Linked DNA regions of Sus scrofa: region 1 is linked to region 2. The links are chromatin contacts, called in public HiChIP or PLAC-seq maps. All regions are on one chromosome and are shown on one strand. Each heading gives the region's core, a stretch centred on a gene start, on an enhancer-like site or on the middle of the called end of the contact. The rest is flanking DNA. Distances are from core to core; before and after follow the strand shown.

Region 1 (3,268 bases), core at 196-2,695, 140 kb before region 2:
CTGGGGTCATGTGACCTGCCTGCTCCATGTTTTTGGCCCTCAAACTGTCTCCGAGACGTGTGCCAGGTAGAGCTTGAAGCTGGCCAGGGCCACCTTCCACCCCTCTGCCCTTCCAGTACCAGGCGCCTCTCAGGAGCTGGGCCAGGGACTCGGGACCTGTAAGTCAGACGCGCTGGTACTTAGCCCACGTCAGATGCATCACCAGAGCTGAGAAGGGTGTTCCGAGGAGCTCTTCCTCCCCCGCCAGACCCTCGGGCCCCTCCCTGCGTCTCTCAGCTGGATGCTGCCCCACTTGCTCTGCCTGGATGCTCAGGTGGGAACTGGACTTTGATGTGGCCTCAGATCCCCTCCGCCCTCCCTCTCGGCTGCTTCAGAGGCACAAGGCCTCTTGTGGGGCTTCTCGGGGCTTCGCTTTTGCCTCCGAGAGCCCTCTCCTGCTCTGGCCCTCGGGGTTCACCGTGAACCTCATCACCAAGACACTGTCCTAGAGAAGCTGTGGGTTGCTTTCCATTTTTGTTTGAAGGATGCAGACAGACCTCCTAAAACAGAGTTACAAAGCGTGACCCCAGAGTTCCCATCGCGGCTCAGTGGTTAGCGAACCCAACTAGCATCCATGAGGACGTGGGTTCCACCCCTGGCCTCACTCAGTGGGTGAAGATCCGGCGGTGCTGTGAGCTGTGGTGTAGGTCGCAGACACGGCTCGGATCTGGGGGTGGCTGTGGCTGTGGCACAGGCCGGCAGCTGCAGCCCCGATTGGACCCCTAGCCTGGGAACTTCCATATGCTGTGGGTGCGGCCCTAAAAAGACCCAAAAAAAAGTGTGGCCTACTTGTAATAAACACTCACCAAGTTCACATGGGATGGTCTGACATCATGAGAGGCCCTTCCTGGGAAGGAGCCCAGAAGATCCCTCCCTGCCAGATCAGCCATGCGAGCCCAGGTGTAGCCGGCGGCGGGGGGGGGGGGGGCAGAGGCCCTCTGACTCCACATCACTGTCCTGTCCCCCAAAACCAGCCTGGGCTTTGGGAACCAGAGTCTCTAAGGGGGGCTGGTGCACCGCCCATGGGCCACCAGGGAGCGCCGCGGTCCGTGTTTAGGTCCACCCAGAAGCAGTGCAGCCAGAACTGGGCCCACTACAGTACTGGACTCCCCACCTCCCCTGGGCCCAACAGGCTCCCTCTGGGGGGCAGAGGTGGAAGGTGGGGAGGGTCCAGCGTGCGCCTCCAGTGGGCCCTGATTTGTAAAACAGCCTGGATACCCCTCCTCACCTGCCATCTCCTCCTTCTCCCACCATCTGATCAGGTGGCAGGGGGAGTGGTTCCTGGGGCGGGATACCCCATGGCTCCTCTCAGAACCTTCCAGGCGGCCTAGTCTAAGGATGCCCAGGCTGGGTTGCCCAGCAGCTGATGGGATGTGGCTGGTGGGTGGCGAGCCGTACCTCCCAGCACTGGCCAGAAGAGGGCAGCATTGCCTCAGGACACGCTGGTCTGGCTCATCCCTGCTAGCGCTGTCTTGGTGTCCTGGGGCTCCGGATGGGAGAGGCTTAGTGGGGGAGAAGCCTGTCCCAGCACGTGCTCAGCAGCCAGCCCGTGTCATCCTGGGACTTATCCAGGGACGGCTGTCCCTCCCGTCTCCTTGCCTCATGGTGGTCGGCCTGGAGCCTTGGCCTTGCCCTGCTGACTGGCAGAGGGCTGACACAGTTCATGGGGACCAAAGCCCACAGAAGTCAGGGCTGCCTTGTTCCTCCCAGGGGGCCCCAGAAGACACCTGCACGTGTCAGTGGTGGGTGGGCCATATGTGCCACTGCTCCCTGAGCCGAGGCGGGATCAGACCCTCTCTACAAGGCTTCCCTGCTGCTCCTTGGCTTCCTCCCGCAGACGAGGAGCCAGGCCTTGAGAGGGCATGGCCCGGGCAGGCTCTTCCCCGCCAGCCCCTCCGTTACCTGCCAGCAATCCCTGCCCCTCTCTCGAGTTAATTCCCTGTTAATTCTGCAGGTTGTTGGGGACTAGACCTTAGTTTAAACTCCTGGGGAAGCTCGCCCCACCTCAACCCTCTGTCCTGGGCCGCTGTGCCTCAGGCAGGGGCCTGTGTCTCTGTCACAGACACCCCGCCCCTCCCCCACAGGCTGCAGGGTGCCCGCCTCTCAGGGGGGCCCCTCAGGCAGCGATGGGACAGTTCCGCCTGCTAAGTTTGCTGCTGTGCTGCTGCCCCACAGAGGGGCGAGTCTGTATCTGGGGCTCCCTGCTGCCCCACTGAGGGGCGCCCAGCCCCCACTCGTTCTGGCGCCTGAGGTCTCAGTCATCTTTAGAGAGCAAGTGTCACCTCCAGGCCTGTCTCCCTGAGGCCAGACCCAGCCCAGACCCGCCACCTCACCGTCTCCTCAGAGAGAACTCAACTCGGTTGTCTCAGACCAGCCCCATCCTGAGCATTTGATGGCCTTATGGCCTTAAGGACATGCTCCCGTCCTGCGGGCAAGATACTACTCTCAGGGGGCGGGGGTGAGGCACAGACCTTGGTCAGCCGTCGGTGCAGACCAGTGGCCGTGGCCTTCAACCTGCTGACCGGGTTGAGGCAGGCTTTACATTCTGACCCAGTACCGTGTAAGCAGAGACATCCAGATAGTGACCAGACACCCTTCCCACAGGGTTTCTGTCCATCCTGTGCCATCGTTTGTGCCTCTTCCCCACACCCCACGCGGCTGACGTCACAGCCCACAGTGTGAAAGCGCCGGTCCAGACAGTCTGTGCTCTCGCAGACACCATGGGACACTGCTTACGGAAAAGTGAAACGAAGCATGTGCCGTGCGTGTGACACCGACTCACCGCCTCCCCCGCAGAGGCCGCTGCCGTGATGCCCGGCCCTGCCCCCCACTGTGCTGTGATGGCAGCACCCCCCGGGGTGTGCGGCCACTGTGTCCCGCCCACAGGATGGGCCCGGGGACACTGCCCACACTGGTGCTCTGCTTCTCCCCACGTCACCCCTAGGAAGGTAACAGCAGTTCCATGCAGACGCACAGCAGGCCCTCGTCACCCCGCACCCTGGGGAGGGCTGGTTGCTTGGGTGGCTTTCCTGTCTGCCCGGGCCCTGCATGAGCAGCTACCCTGTGGCTGGATTGGGGAACAGGGATGCCCAGAGGGCACAGGGGAGGGGTCGGCTTGGGGAGTGAGCCTGTGGCGCTGAGGGAGCCACAGGGCTCCGAGTGGTGGCCTTTGCCCCGCCAGTCACACCTGGGGCTTGGCACTGCAGGGAAGGTCTGGCCAGGAGCAGTG
Region 2 (3,128 bases), core at 290-2,789:
ACCCGTCCAACTTTGCTTCGTTAGATGCTCCAGGATGTTTCCCCTTTAGAGGCTGTTGGAGATACCTGGCCGATAAAGGCCTGATTCTCGGAGTCTTAATTATGGCCCCGAGACCTCTGTGTCAACAGTCAGTGCGTGTTTGTTCTCTGCTTCCCCGCAGTGCTAAGGTGAGCACAAGCCAGGTGCCGAGGAATAGAACCCGCTGACCCTAGACTCTTGAGTTCCCTGGGGGGGGGGCCGTCCCCAGGGAGGGAGGTGGCCAGGCCCAGAGTCTGGTGTGTGTCCCGGCAGTGTGGATTCTGGAGCCACAGCCGCTTGACCCCAGGGGCTCAAATTGCTCATCCATAATGGACAACGATGGTCATCAGATAGGGAAGGAGACCCTGGCCAGTAACGAGTGCTCAGGAAGTGCTGGCCAGGAGCTTTGGTGGAGTGGCACTGTCCTGACCTTGACCGCTACCCCAGCCCCTGGGAGGAAGCATCTGAATCCTCAGCACCATCCCCGGGCAGCTGGGTGAGCAGGGAGGTGGACACGAGTCTGGCCTCTCAGCAGCTCTGCCCACATTCGCCCCCACGTCCCACCCCAGGCACAGGGTCACATGCCCAGTGGATCAAGGTGGTCCCAAGGTGGCCACTTGAGGGCTGCCCTGCGTACCCATCCTGGCAGCCCACCATGCCCTGGGCCCTGGGCCTGACCATGCCCTCCACACTCCCTTGGGCACCCCGAGGAGTCCTGGGGTAAGGAAGCCCCTCCCTCACCCTCTGCCCACAGATGGGGAGCTCAGAGATTTGGAAGGACACGACTCAGCTTTATCTGGGGAAAGTGCTCTGATCAGCCTGCAGGATGCAGTTGGGAGGAGATGCCCCCCACCCACCCCTGCACCAAACACCCCCACCCAGAGAGACACACACACACACAACACGTGTGCACACCCCACATGATCCCACACACACACTCGCTAAGAAATGCCCACACAAGGACACCCTGGGCTAGGCCCCCCACTGCCTCAGCATCCAGGGGACAGCAGCTCTGTTCCTGGTGGGGCCACGTGCATGCATGCGAGTGCATGTGCACCGTGGGCTGACATGGGGCTGCCCATGAGTGCCTGTGTCAAGTGCAAATGTGCCTGAGAGGAAGCAGGAAGAAGAGGAGGGCAAGAAACCCCTGGGCCCTCTGTCTGAGGCAGGAAGGGGACAGGGTGACTTGGCAAGGTCACACCAACTGGGTCCAGCCACCTTGGCCTCGAGCAGTGCTCACACAAGCAGCCCCAGAGGAGCTGGGGAAACCTGTCGGGGAAGCTCCAGTGTGGAAAGAACCACAGTCACAGCTCAGTAGGCCCCTCCATCCCGCCCAGGGCACAGAGCCCCCCTCTCCCTCCCTCCACGTATGTCCCTCGGTCTAGGGCCACCAGCCTCCCGCCCGGCCTCCAGCTGAGGCCAGCAAGCCATTTTGAACCGTGATGAGAAGAGGAAGTTCCTGTGGCCCCAAAACAGAAACAGGAAGCTGGGGGGGGGTGTATGGATAAGGAACGGGAAGGAGGACAGGGCGCCCAGCAGAGACACCCAGAACTCCCAGCCTTCCTGGGCCCGGCCTGGCAGCTGTGTCTGGGTGTCTTTAGCTGATCATGATACGGGCCCATCTGCCCCGCTACTCCCTGCCCAAAGCAGACTCCGCGAGGGTTTCTCGGATGCCGGCTAATTGCCTGGGTGTGTTCAGTCGTCCAGGCTTCTCTGGTTCTGGCTGAGAGGGCTCCGTGGGTCTGCTCTCATCGTCCTGTCCCCGCGAGCCCTTGTGGCCGGCCCCACCACCTCTCCCTGGCCCCTGCATGCAGCCGCGTGGGACTCTCTGCAACCCGCCACGTCTGTGCAACCACCTGACCGGGCAGGCGACAAGCCATCTCCCTAGCCGTGAATCTGATGACTCCCATCCCCAGCTCTGTTTGCCCAGCTGCCCTGCAGGACCCAGCAAGTTCCCAGCCCCACCTTGACTCGGCATCTAGACCCAGGACTGTCCTGGCCCCCTTGGCAGAGGCAGGAAGCCAGGGCTCTGTCCCCCACGCACCGCTGCCTCACACCGTGTCCTGGGGCTGAAGGTCCTGGGGCCCATCTCCCCTCTGCTGTGTGTGTATGTGTGTTTGTGTGTTGGTGGAGGAGAGAGGGTGGCGGGGGTCGGGGGGAATGTCTGAGAGTGCTGTGCCCCTGAGCAGAGGGTTGGCAGTGTCCAAGATCATGGGCCACCCTCCAGAACTTGGGGGAGGGGGGGGTCTGGCTCACGCAGGGCCAGGCTGAGTGGGGGGTGTGGGAGACGGGAGGGCAGCTCAGGGAGATCACGGCCGGCTGTTCCTGCCTGGTTTGGAAGCTCCTGCGGAAAGACTGGGGCGAGTGGGCGGGGGCGGGAGCCGAGGGGCCAGAAAGGCAGATGTCACCAATTTCAGTTCTGCCCCGGCTGGCCTGAGGCAGCTTGGGACTTCCCAGAGTGGAAGGACAGGCTGGGGGGTTCAGGCCACTTGAAGGCCGGGGGACCCCTTCCCCACCCCAGCTGGCGGCTGTCTGCGGAGGAGGCAGCGGAAGCGTGGAGATCTGGGGCGGGCTGGGGGTGCTTCCCTGGGGTCCCCACTCTCTCCCTGAATGGCCAGAGCCAGTCCCCTCGTGCTAGTGAGCCCCAGGCCAAGATCACGGCCACAAGAGAAATTCTTGGCCTTCTTGTCCCCACCAATGAAGGCCTAAGGGTATGGCTGCCCCAGAGGCAGCAAAGAAAGATTTCCAGGATGGGAGAAAGGGAAGCCCAGTGGATGCCTCTCCCCATGCCAAAGGATGAGGCAGAAACCACAAGAACCCCCAAAAACGGCTCCCTCTTCTCAGCTCCTCAAGTTCATGCCCCACAGGGGGAAAGCGGGGAGCAGGTGGGGGGGGCAGCCCCCTGCCTCGGCCCGGGCCCTCCCCTTGCAGCCCAGCCGGGCAGGCGGTCAGCACCAGAGCCAGCCGGGAAATGGGCCCCCGGGCGGGGAGCACATCTGACTGGACCCTGTTCTTGGGAGATCGGTTGTGAAACTTGCTTCAAACCCCCAAACCACAAAAACGGCCGATTTTCCCAGCCCTGTTCTCACGTTTCTCAGATCAGCCGAGGA

The links. HiChIP or PLAC-seq counts read pairs in DNA pulled down with a chosen protein or histone mark.
Region 1: an H3K27ac HiChIP or PLAC-seq map of alveolar macrophages shows a contact between it and region 2. The contact joins two enhancer-like sites. A contact is called at or near these places in 1 of 47 Hi-C or Micro-C datasets (fibroblasts) and 1 of 2 datasets of contacts at active chromatin or transcription factors (alveolar macrophages).

What each region holds. Positions count from the first base shown.
Region 1 is chr6:43,193,103-43,196,370 of Sscrofa11.1, reverse strand. The region is part of intron 11 of PEPD (xaa-Pro dipeptidase); the gene reads left to right. Among named protein-coding and RNA genes, the nearest start is that of CEBPG, 30 kb to the right of the region's middle. Within about 2 kb of position 1,445, at least 19 of the 83 cell types and tissues checked have an H3K27ac peak or open chromatin away from gene starts, as enhancers often do. A contact at or near this core is called in alveolar macrophages, where this site is marked.
Region 2 is chr6:43,051,147-43,054,274 of Sscrofa11.1, reverse strand. No RefSeq gene overlaps it. Among named protein-coding and RNA genes, the nearest start is that of CEBPA, 33 kb to the left of the region's middle. Within about 2 kb of position 1,539, at least 15 of the 83 cell types and tissues checked have an H3K27ac peak or open chromatin away from gene starts, as enhancers often do. A contact at or near this core is called in alveolar macrophages, where this site is marked.